3 separate regions of the Gossypium hirsutum genome follow, and regions 1 and 3 are each linked to region 2. A link is a contact called in public Hi-C data. All regions are on one chromosome and are shown on one strand. Each heading gives the region's core, a stretch centred on a gene start, on an enhancer-like site or on the middle of the called end of the contact. The rest is flanking DNA. Distances are from core to core; before and after follow the strand shown. Region 1 holds the start of LOC107901731. Region 2 holds the start of LOC107901896 (auxin response factor 3). Region 3 holds the start of LOC107901727 (protein CHUP1, chloroplastic).

What was found. Hi-C and Micro-C count contacts between places; a contact is called where the count stands out from the background.
Region 1: a Hi-C map of leaf shows a contact between it and region 2, with 2.2 times the contacts expected there. The contact joins the promoter of LOC107901731 here to the promoter of LOC107901896 in region 2. A contact is called at or near these places in 2 of 34 Hi-C or Micro-C datasets (both in leaf).
Region 3: a Hi-C map of leaf shows a contact between it and region 2, with 3 times the contacts expected there. The contact joins the promoter of LOC107901727 here to the promoter of LOC107901896 in region 2. A contact is called at or near these places in 11 of 34 Hi-C or Micro-C datasets (anther, hypocotyl, leaf and 2 more).

What each region holds. Positions count from the first base shown.
Region 1 is chrD06:48,435,188-48,439,333 of Gossypium_hirsutum_v2.1, reverse strand. LOC107901731 reads right to left here and starts at 2,601. Exons shown (of 5, transcript XM_016827839.2): 1 at 2,019-2,601; 2 at 1,831-1,907; 3 at 1,553-1,664; 4 at 835-1,001; 5 at 16-276. The coding sequence starts at 2,290. The coding sequence ends at 872.
Region 2 is chrD06:47,841,823-47,845,986 of Gossypium_hirsutum_v2.1, reverse strand. It overlaps LOC107901896 (auxin response factor 3), which reads right to left and starts at 2,570. Exons shown (of 10, transcript XM_016828063.2): 1 at 1,806-2,570; 2 at 1,306-1,362; 3 at 853-1,035; 4 at 629-713; 5 at 396-486; 6 at 161-325. The coding sequence starts at 2,102.
Region 3 is chrD06:48,357,824-48,361,448 of Gossypium_hirsutum_v2.1, reverse strand. LOC107901727 (protein CHUP1, chloroplastic) reads right to left here and starts at 1,710. Exons shown (of 7, transcript XM_016827831.2): 1 at 800-1,710; 2 at 169-700. The coding sequence starts at 1,392.

The DNA.
Region 1 (4,146 bases), core at 1,352-3,851, 590 kb before region 2:
TCTGGTGCCAGTAAAGACTAGGCAATATGTTTAGCAATTAATTATTATTGTCTGAAAGATCTGTTCGTGTATAACAAGAATTATACTTGTTTCTTCTAGGGAAAATAGGGTGTTCCAAAAATCACCAATTCCACAAAAAAAAAAAAAGCATCACATAGGATCAAGCAGCAGGAAATAAAGATGGTGCAGTTATACAAATATTCTCCGTCAAAAGCATGCCAACTTTCAGCATAGGCGCCCGAAGACTGAAGTCTACTTGATGCCATGGTCCAAATACTGCAACATATACCAATTATGACCATTCAATGTAGGAAAACTTGTGGCGCTAGAAACAAAATTAAATGAAATAAAAACGAAACTTGAGGCGTGAATCAACACTTTATTTTACCTCTAGTATACAATAAGTCAGTAGTTTTGTATAGGCAGCGAATAGTTACACATCAAAATGTATCCCTTGGTACATATGTTTTTTCAATAATACCTTTCCATAGAAAATTACCTCCTTCAATTTGATACTTTGCAGGGAAAAAATATGTTATTTCAATTATTCCGAAAAATAAAACAAAAATATTATTGCACCACCAAACTCAAGTCCAAAACTATTATTGCACCACATGTCAAGCAAAAACATAGTACAAACTAAGATGTCCTACGAATAGCAATTAAGAAAGCATGTAAAGAAAATTACATAGGGTACAACTTATTAATAGCCCTTGACAGATCCATTTTATTTGTTAAATCTACAGTATACAAAGTACAGTTCATCTGCTATGAATCAATAAGAGTGGATTTGCATCAGGAGCAAGCAATATTTAGTGAAGACAGAAAGCTAACCTTGAAAGAAACTCTCAAGATGGCAGTGGGAATAAAACTAGTAACCAACATAAACTGCAGCATTAACTATGTAACAATCATCATTCTTATCTCCCATTTCTTCTACATACACGCCACTTGAGCATACTAGTCCTCCATCCACAACTTCAACATTCAAAATTTTTCCACTGCATTCAATTGGAAGAATGAGAAGAAAAAAACAAGAGAGACATTTACGAGTTATATAAATATTGCAAAAAAGCAATAGGAGTTTGTAACTGGTTTGATTTACATGGACGTTCTTATTTGGTCCCCAACATTTCTGGAAGGTAAATTTTCAAAATCAATGACATATCACAAACAAAAGTGATTTGTGATGGAAGAATAAGACCAATTGAAGAAAGGCATAGTTAAATTCGCATTAGTAGTTAGAAGATTAGAGAGGTCTCAACATGGGTTAAATTTTACACAGAGTAAGCAATACAATTAGGTCACTGAGCTCATCGGAAACAAGGGTTATTAGCTATTTACTTCATGCTTGGAAAATTATTGATCAGAATTTTGTAAGAGTATATTGGAATGGATATCCTCATACATTAACAACCATAGATGCTCTATATGTTAAAAGTTAATAAATCAGTCAACAAGGATATGTGCTTAAACAAGAACAAGCAATTTGTAAAGGAGATAAAAGAGTTCAAAAATTGAGGCACCAAGTTCCAGAGGTGTGGATACTCACTAAGGAAAAACAGACTTCACCCTCTCAATATCCAATGAGTGTTGAAGAGAATGAGGAACACCTAACTTGATCAGTAATTTCATTTGCTCAAATGAGACCCCAGGTATGGATCCTGCAGGAATTTTATCTCATTACATCTAATGAAACAACTTCAAAAGAGAATTCTTAAATACAGAACGATGCTGGTCTCATGGTTTAAACAACACTAAAGAGAAACAATATAAATTCTAAAATCTTCTAATCTTACTGCACAAAAACTGAACAGCAAACCCATATACCTCTCCTAAATGCAGGAATTGAATTAGAAGAAATAGCATCCCTGCAAGCCCTCATTGCTGCTGATGTGATATCTTGCCTGATTCAATGCAATAATTCATAAAATAAGTGCTTTATCGGATTAAATCAAACCAGAAAAAGTAAAATGGGTGTTTTATATAAGATTAAGAAGAGGAAGAAGAAGACGAACCCATGTTGATCATAACCAACACCCATCTCCACGAAAAGGAGTTTCATCGGTGGGTTCGTGGAGTTGGCGGTCGTGCTTGTGACTGCACTTTGATCTGTTTCCATGGCAGCCGTAGCTCGGATTAGGAGTTGAAATCTAGGACGAGGAGGAAGGTGGAATATAGAGGAGAAAAGCGGAGGCTTCAATGGAAGTGAACCGTATGTTTTGCAAGTGGAGAGAGTTTCAGTAGTAGAAGAAGACAAATTTGAAACCCAGCGGAAACAGATACTCATCTCCTCTCTCACACTGCCCCAACAAAGCTAGGAAATTCGAGTAAATTCATCAAAATTTCCCAGTCAAATTTAGTTGACAAAAAAAAAAAAAACTGTATATGACAGGCCCTTTCATTTCTTATCAGGTTTAAGCTGGCACCAAGCCAAGCCTATGGGTAAAGGTTCGGTCTTTGAGACCAAACCATCTTATATTCATGTCCAACACTCAAATTCAAAGCCTATACGACATAGGTATACTTTTCATGTCGATAACATATGCATGGGGATGACACAGTAATCCCATATCGAATAACTTGGATTTCATATAACTTCAATTGATGGGAGAGTAATCTTTCTTAGGTATTTAATTGGTGGTTATGCATTTGGTATGCTAAAATTCATTTTTTTTTGAAAATTTAACTTTATTGTGAGTTACTTTTCTTCTAAAAAATTGTGATTTTTTTTTTAAATTTTAGTGGAAAAGTAATTTTTCCAATAGTTGGAAAGTTCAACTTTAGGCTTACTAGTATTTTTGCTCTCAAATTTTTTTCAAAAAAATTAATTAAGTTGTTACGAATTATTTGCATTCAATTGAACTTGTGAACTAACAAAATTGATCAAATAAATTCTTTGACTAACATTGATCGGTAGTACTAAACAACAATGTCGACGTGGCTATTAATAAATACCATGTAATCTATCATGCCCTAAAATATAGGGGGTTAATTGAAAATAATTAACTAAAATTTTACCTAGGTTTGATAATTAAGTTGTTAGTGCACTCCTTAGAGATCCTATGTTTTATCCATTCTTTTCCCATTTCTTTTCTTTTTATTTTCAACAAGCTAGGATGAAATTCACTTTAAAATAAATATTAATTGATGTAAAAACATAATAAGAATGGGTAGCAGTTCAATGATTAACACGCCACTTCCCCTTAAAGAACCAAGTTTGAGCTATACTTCACTCAAAGAACATTTTTATTTTTGGCAGCTAGAAGGAAAAATTACATGCCGACCCCTAGAGTTAGAAAACCCTAGGCATTTAGCCATTACTTTCCTAATTACATTAGGATTTTGATTTATTTTTCATCCCAACTAGAATTGCTTCATCTATTCACTATATCTTCTTCTTTTCTATTCTCCCCCTTTTCTTTTTCATCATATTTCACATTATTTTGTTGCTGAACATTTTCTTTGCTTTCTGAATTAAAATCTATTCTTGATTCAAGGAGTTTTTCAATCGGTTTCATAGTCACCATTAGAAACGTTCTTAATCCTTGCCAAGAATCGATAAGTTCAATTCAATTTCAATAATTAATCCCAAATTCTCGTAGTATTTACGTCCAAAGCTAATCTTTCATTTGAATTAATGACTCTTTTAATAATCTTGCTAAAATTCTCGGTAATCTTGATAAATCTTGAAAAAAAACCTTAATCTGTGTATAAATGTCGTTTGAAGAACCCGTTACAAGTGCATCAGACTAGATTTGAACGTGAGCGACGTCATTCAAGATCCTGGTGAAAAGTGTGTGTTCTTTTACAAGCAAATCGGGGCAATCTGTGCCTCAGAATAGGGCCACACACCAGGCACTCGGGTGTATAGGCCACACGTGCGGACCACACGGCCATGTCCCCCTGAAACCTGAGGAGATTCGATTCTCACACACTTAGAACCCTTCACATGGTTGTGACTCCCTTGTACCTTGATTTTGCACATTCCACAAGGCCATAGTTTGTCAGATGGTCGTGTAACCCCTCTACACAGCTTAAGGCATTGCACACGGTCTGGTCACATAGACGTGTGCCCCTATTTTACAATTTTTCCCAAAATTTTTGTAAGCTGTTCAATTTAGTCATTGCATGATCCTAGAACTG
Region 2 (4,164 bases), core at 1,321-3,820:
AACATAGTATATGTATCATTCTCTCATTTCAAATCCTTTTACCTCCACAAGGTCAGAGCATAGCTCAAAAAGGAAAAAGAATCTAAAAGTTCACTTGGAAGTTTCAAATTGCATCCTCAGAATATAGCTTGTAAAGTATCTAAATAGGGCAGTGGCATACCTTGGATTGTAGTAAATGCTGAATACACTTTTCATAGAAACAGCATGAACCACATCTGCAAAATTGCTGCAATTCAACTGCTGGCTGCAAGAAGATGGAAAAGAAGAGCCATCTTTAATTTGAGCAGCTCTTCGGACTCCAAGCCTCAGTTCTCCATCTTCACCCCTGCCATGGACACCAAATAAGAACTCCTGTAGGATATTAATTAGAACTTCACAAAGGGAATATTTGTAACCTCAGAAAAAGCACCGCATCTCCAGAGACAAGCTTCTTCTTATTTACAAAAGCACTCCATCCGGAAGTCAGCAAATGTCTCCGTGGTTGACCTACTCAAGCCAAAACTATCTTTAACAGCAAATAGAGAAATGAACAGCTAATCAAGGCTCTGACCTACATGCCTTTGTTCTGAGAATGGAAATCCATAATGTGGAACTTTGCGCTAAAATGCACCCGATAACTAGTGCATACCCCTATAGATGTGTCGAAATCTCCATTCAGAACCATGCAGGTCTTTTGCAACAAGCTCTTGTGAGGGCCTTTGCTGATTATAGTCCTACAATACCAATCTAGTTAAACTCAAAAAGATACACTGAAGATTGCTTTACAAAAACATAATGAACTGTTGTAAATATACATTGAAATAAGCAATGAAAAGTTAAAGACAATACAAGGAGAAAGTGCAAGAAAATTACCAAGGGAGGAAAGCAGTCCTCGGCAGCTCGACGAGGAACAGAGAAGCCACCATGCGTGCTGGTATCGGAAGCGGTTAGTGTCTTGCAGAACATATGGGGCGTGGTTGACTTGACATTGGTTTCAGCATCCTCCTCTTCCCCATCTGCCTCAGTCTTCCCTCCCTCCAACTTTTGCTCAGATTGCTACAAAAGGCATAATTTAGTAATTTACACAAAAAAAAAATTGAGTTAACAGGAGAAAAAAGGCACCTTGAAAATGAAATGAGAAGAAACAAGCACATCAAACCAACAAAATGACACCAAATGTGGAACTAAGTTCAACTCATCTTTGGACTATTTCTAATTCAGAATAACGGTATTGCCTACGGACCAAACTGAATATAATTTTCTGTTCATACTACTTTTATAAGCAACCATTAACCAAGCAAATCAAGGAGCTAGAATAAAACCCACCTCAGTTTCAGGAACCAATGAAACTTGGGCGTAAACCTCATCTGTGGCACCCTCAGCCTGCCAACAAGAACAAACATTTCATAGCAAATCCACATTCTAAGAATAACACACTGCACCACTCTCCTTTGTCCCCTATCATTGTCGGGGAAAACAAATCAAGTAAAAAATAAAATCAATTCCAAATACTCGAAACACTCGATTTCACATGATAAAACCATTTTCACAAGGTCAATTCTCTGGAATACTACATCAAATCCAGACGCAATCACCCTCCCTCCCCCCAAAAAATATGGAGGAACCAAACCCATAAAAGCACAAAAAAAAAATACGGACTTTAAAGCTCTCCCCTTTGAAATAGTCCTCGAGAATACAAACCTAGAAATAAAAAGGAAAATTTTCCCACAACCCCAAACCTCGACAACGCATTCATTAGACAAGATAATATATAGAACACACAAGATGGAGTGACAGTTTATAAAACACATGTATAGATAGCTTACATGGAGCTTGACATCAACAACCCGACAAAACACGTGGGAAGGGAGATCATAAGCTGCAGCTACACCGGAAAAATCGGAAACTTGTTCCAAGTGGCCTTGAGGGAAGTACACCACTACATTTCCTCTCTTTGGCAAAGATATAAGGGGACCAGCACACGCATGCCAAAGTTCTAAACAAACAGAAGAACCAGAACCAGGGGCACTTAACACTGAAGCTGAAGATGAAGATGGAGACAAAGAACCAGATAATGGAGTTTCATCGTCTTCCGTAGAGTTCAGATCGATTAATCCCCCCATTGGTATTTAAAAATAAAAGCTTAGAAAGAAATGATTTTCCTGGAAACGTTAAGTAGTGAGATATGAAGAAGAGGGTTTTTCATGACTGCATTTTCAGAGCTTAGAAAGAAATGGTTTTTTGGCATTGCAAAAAGAAGAACAGAGAAATTAAGTCAAGACCTCAAAAAACACATTTTTTTTAAAGAGAGGGGTGATGGGTTTTAGTCTATTTTGTCTAACAAATCAAATCAAGCCTTTTTATTACCTTTAATTAATTAGGAAATTACAATTAAAAACACACACACATACAAAAAAAAAAAACTTCAGTAATTATAATAAATAGATATAGTAAAGGTGTTTGTATATACATATATATTTGGTGGTGGGGTGGTTCTTGACTGCAAGGTGAGCAGTAGCAGTGCTGCATGACTGCAACTACTGCTGCTGCAAATGCTGCCACTGGTGAGAGTGATGTGTGGCAGGAAGGGTGAAAGAAAGAGCTTTTAGTAAGTGGGGTTTTAACTTTGTTTTAGTTAAACTTTCTCTTTCTATATATATACATACATTAATTGTGTATAATTTTAAAAAATAAAAATGAAAGCTGAGTGTGTTGCTGTACGGCTCCCTGTATTTCCGGGCGGATGTCCATTCTGTCACCTTCTACTTGCCCAAATCTCACTCATCTCTATCCCTATTAAACCTCTCTTTTTAAGGTATTTCTTTTGGATAGAATTGCACATATTTTTAATATTTAAATGTTACAGCTTCAAGTAATTAACATTTTAATATTTTGAGATCATAATTATACAGTAACATTAAAGCGATAAACTTTTTCCAACTCCAAAACTATAAATCATTGATTTGTCCAACTTGCCAAGTTGCAATAACCATATATTTATATATTAATGATAAAGGATTACAGTATTGATCGTCTCTTCTATGATTCTTGCTTGGCCATAAGTATTGACTTCGATGCAGAGTCTTGTAGGCCATTATGGTGGTTTGTTTTCTTGAGTAAAAAGCAATGAGAGATGCAGGTAATTATGGCTGACCAATATGGGATTTTTGTGTTTTAATCATGAAAGGAATTCCCTTCATACGTAGCTATTCTCTGTTTTTTATATAATAATAATAATAATAAACTAGTCTATGCGTCAAATTAAGACCCAATGTTAAGGTCCAAACATTAATTGAAACTTCAATTTTAGGGAAATTTATTACAATAATATTAAAAAATAATTAATTTTAAAAATAGTGTGAATTCTGAATTAATTATGAAAATAATATATTTATTGTAGTTAAAGGTGGTGTCGCCTCAAGTACAAGGGATACCACCTAAAATATAAATTAATTATTATAAAATAAATAAATTAAAATGGGTTTCGCGTTAGTTAAGGCACCCTTAACTTTCCTCATATTTTAATAAAAATGTTGATTACCAACAGAGTTAAATGATATTTTTAATTTTTATTTATAATATGATGTTGGATTTATCATTATTTATATTTGAAATGTAGATTATATATTTTAATTAAATTTTATAAATAATTACATTAAAGGTTTAAATATTTTTAAAATTTATATTTTATATATCAAAATATTAATAATGAATTTTTTTATACTTTTACTAAAATATAATAATATTAACAAATTTGAACTTTAATTTTTTTAAAATGTATATTTTTACTTTACAATATCATGTTTAAAATAAAAATTTTATTTCTTAAGAGTATTTTTTTACAACAATACTAAACATTTAACTCTTAAATCAAACTTTTTAAAAGCACTTTTTAAAATATTTTTTCACGGCACTTTCCAAAAGTAATAAAAAATTTAACCCTCAGTCTCTACTCTTAATTGCAACAAACACGGACAAAAATTGTAATAGTAGACAAAAACACTATTGTATAGGATGCATAACAACTCTAACCAATATAAAATAAATAAATGGTAAATTTGTCCAAAAATTCATATTACGCTCGTAATCTTAGATAATTTAAAGAATGAGTGGTATTGAGATTATTGAAACCATTTTTTTGAAAACAGGAATTGACTTTGAAAACGAAAATGGAGTCGCCACCGA
Region 3 (3,625 bases), core at 461-2,960, 520 kb before region 2:
TGATTATTTGAAATTCAAAAATTACACCTTTTCTTTTCTTTTTCTAAAATTCCCAATCGGATCTGTCTTATCTAAAACAAATAAATCAAGAGAGAGCAATTGACGACTAGTCACCTGTCACAGTGGCATTATCGTAAATAAATACTAAAAAAAATACTCGAAACTCACCGCCAGCAAATGAGTTGACCGATTCTCAATCTCCCCTATCATATCCCTTGAATTGGCGGTTGCCGGTAAAACCTCCGGCACGCTACAGCCACCCGCCTCTCTTTTTGATTCCCTGCGCATAAGCGAGTGATAAAACTCCACAACCTCCGGAACTCTCCTCACTTTTGCTGCAATTGTCCTCATCCCCTTCTGAGGCGGCGGTGGAGGTGGCGGCGCAATAGCTTTTATAGGCGGTGGAGGTGGTGGAGGAGGTGCAACTTGCTTCACTGCCGCCTGAGGAGGCGGCGGAGGTGGTGGTGGTGGTGGTGGAGAAGTTTGTTTCTCTGTGGAATCAGAGGAGCTATTGGATGACGTGGATGAAGATGACGACGACGACGAAGGTCTCGGCGGTGGTTTTGGAACTCTAGGAACACGAGATCTGATGTTAACACTAGTAGACTCAACGAGTTCCTCCGACTTACTCCTCGAGTGTCTGGGTCTCTCATTTTCGATTTCCTCTCTTTTAAACTCCGAGCTCTCAACTTTCTCATTACTGAAAGCACTAAAAACAATGGCGTTCGTACATTTATTATTACTATTATTTCTCTTAAAATTCTTTATCAGATTGGACTTCACACTAACTTCCACTAACCCTTGAAACTGCTGCGAAGAGGAAATCAATTCGTCGGTTCCCGCCGTAATCTCCGCCTTACTATTACGACCAGAAGAGGAAGACGACACCGTTTCCTTCAGCTCCGCTATCTCTTCTTCCATTTCTCTCACTTTCTTCTCCTTCTCCTCCTTTTCGTCTTCAATCTTTCCCTTCATCTCCTCTACCTCTGTTTTCAACATCGCGTTTTTGTTTCTCAAGCCCTCAATCTCTTCCAAAGCTCGTCCCAACTCTGCATTTTTAACGACGATCTCATTTTCCAGCACGGGGACAATGGCCACTGATTCTTTTAAAAGCTTGTGCTCTAGAAGCTCTGTTCTGAGCCTGGACTCTCGTTCCCTCAACTCTTCCACCAATCGGAGAAGCTCAGTGACATCAGGTGGACGAGGCTGGACTTGAGCCGAGGATCGAGGGAAATAAACACCAAATGAACGTGAGAAAACAGCTTTTGCGGAAGTAGTGTTTTTGTTCCCTGAGCTTGGGGATGGCGATGGCGGTTTTGATGGAGTATCATGCTTTGAGTTCGCAGATGATTTTTGAAACCCCATTGCCAATCTTACCTTACCAGCCACCATTGATAAGGTGTGTTTTTGCTTTCTCTTACTCGTTTTCTATGGTTTAGGGTTGGATTGATTTTATAAATTGTGATCTGTAAGAAAGTGAAGGACACCCAACAAATGTCCTTGTGAGCTTGGTTTTTCAGACAGTGAAGTCTGGGAATTTGTGGAAATTTGAGTAATTGAAAACAGGGGGAAAAAAGGAACGTTAAATCGGGGGAGACGAGAGTTAAGAGTATAAGAGAGGGAAACTACTCTAAATTAAAGAACAAGAAAAAGAAAAGGAAAAAATTAAAAATGTACGAATATGGAGGAACGATCTTCTTTTCTTGGTTCCATTTTGAAAAAGGAAAAAAAACAAGATCATCATTCATTTTCTAAATGAAAACTATTATTCTAATATTTTTATTTTTTTGTTTAATTATTATTTTATATATCATTTTAAATATAATTTAATTCGGAGCATTAGTATTGCATGGATTTAAACTTTACTAATAAAAATATTATTTTAATTAATGTTATTTTATAATGGTAAAAAAAACTCTTTATAAGAATTTTTTATTTTTTATTTTTGAATTATAAGAGGAGGACAAAGCCTTAAGCAAGATAACTAGCGCGACTCGAACTCAAGCCACACTTGTGGCAATAAACACTCTGATCAACAGGTCAACACGCATGATTCACTCTTTATAAGCTTTTAAGACGTTACATATGTAACATCCCAAAGCATTTCACATGTAGTTTTTATACGATATTGTTGTTCTACCCTTATGCTATGGCAATTCCATGGTGTCAAGCTTATGCTACAAAGGTGTTTGATGGGAGAGGTCAAGGGTCCGTTTGTTTGACTGAAAATGGTTTTTGAAAAATGATTTACGGAAAATAATTTACTTTTTTAGAAAAATTAATATTTTTTTGTATTTGGATAAATTTGTGTAAAATATTTTCTGTTGTTTGGCAGATTTTCTAAAAATATTTCATAAAAGCTATTTTAAATGAAACAAGCATACATTTGAGAATTTATTATCTTTTCATTGTTTAATTGATTTTATTTTATATCTATTAAATTTATATTTTACATAAATTTTCATATATTTCAATGATTTATTTATAAATAAGTCAAATTAAATATATAATAGTACTCAATTATTAAGCTAGAATATTAACAGTCATAAATTAAAAACAACCAAAGTGAATAGATGATTCTTAATTGTGTTATAAAAAAACAAAGATTGAATAATAATAAATTAGCTTCTAAACCACAATTAGTACTACAAGTTAATAATATTATCCAAGTGCATAATTAGTAGTACATCACATGATGACTACATGACTGGCCAAGTAACGGTGAAATTGTCTCAATTAATCTATAATATCTTGATCTCATAACTTGAAACCTTATATTATGACCAATTATATGTAAAAATATAACTCATTGCTTCATAATTATTCACAGATTTAGTTTATTGTAACAAATTGTTCATACTAAGAATGTTGCACAAATTAAAAAAAGCAATCGGCCTCATCCTGATCTCATCAATACAATGTAGGTCACATCTATATAAAATACTATTAATATAATTTTCTCTTTCATAATCTTGATTCACAAAGGGGCGAGAAGCGATTTCCTTCCTAATTTTTAATTTTTTAATCCAAAGAGCCTTAAAAATTAAAAGTGAAGCCACGACCCCAACAATTGCATTATGATCTTGATTACGATCCATCTACACAAAATAGTGCCACAAAAATATTTGGTCATTACAAAAAATAATTTCAAGTGGTGTTTGAGCTCAAGAACTAACAAAGCCAACATCAACAATAAACAAAACAAATCAAAAAGATTTTTGAGTTTTGCAACAAGTTAAAACTTTAGAAAAACATAATTGAGAAACTAAAAACAAACATTCAATTGAAAAGAATGATAGCAAAACATTCAACTAACAAAAATAATCATAAAACAGTAAAAGAATTAAGCAACAAAAATGAAAACTTAGGAACAACTGATAACTAACACAGATATGTTTATAACATTGATAAGATGTCATCTTACTATGTGCGAGATACCTCAAAAGCAGTATTATCGTCAGAGTGATCTAATTTCATGCTAATGGGTAACCATAAATCTCTAAACTGATCTTTATATTATTTACCATGATGTGAAGTTCTCATAGTTATCATTAATTGATTGAGCCTTAGACAATTTAGATTTTTTTTTGCTATAACAGTACAACATAATGCGTTGTTATCATAT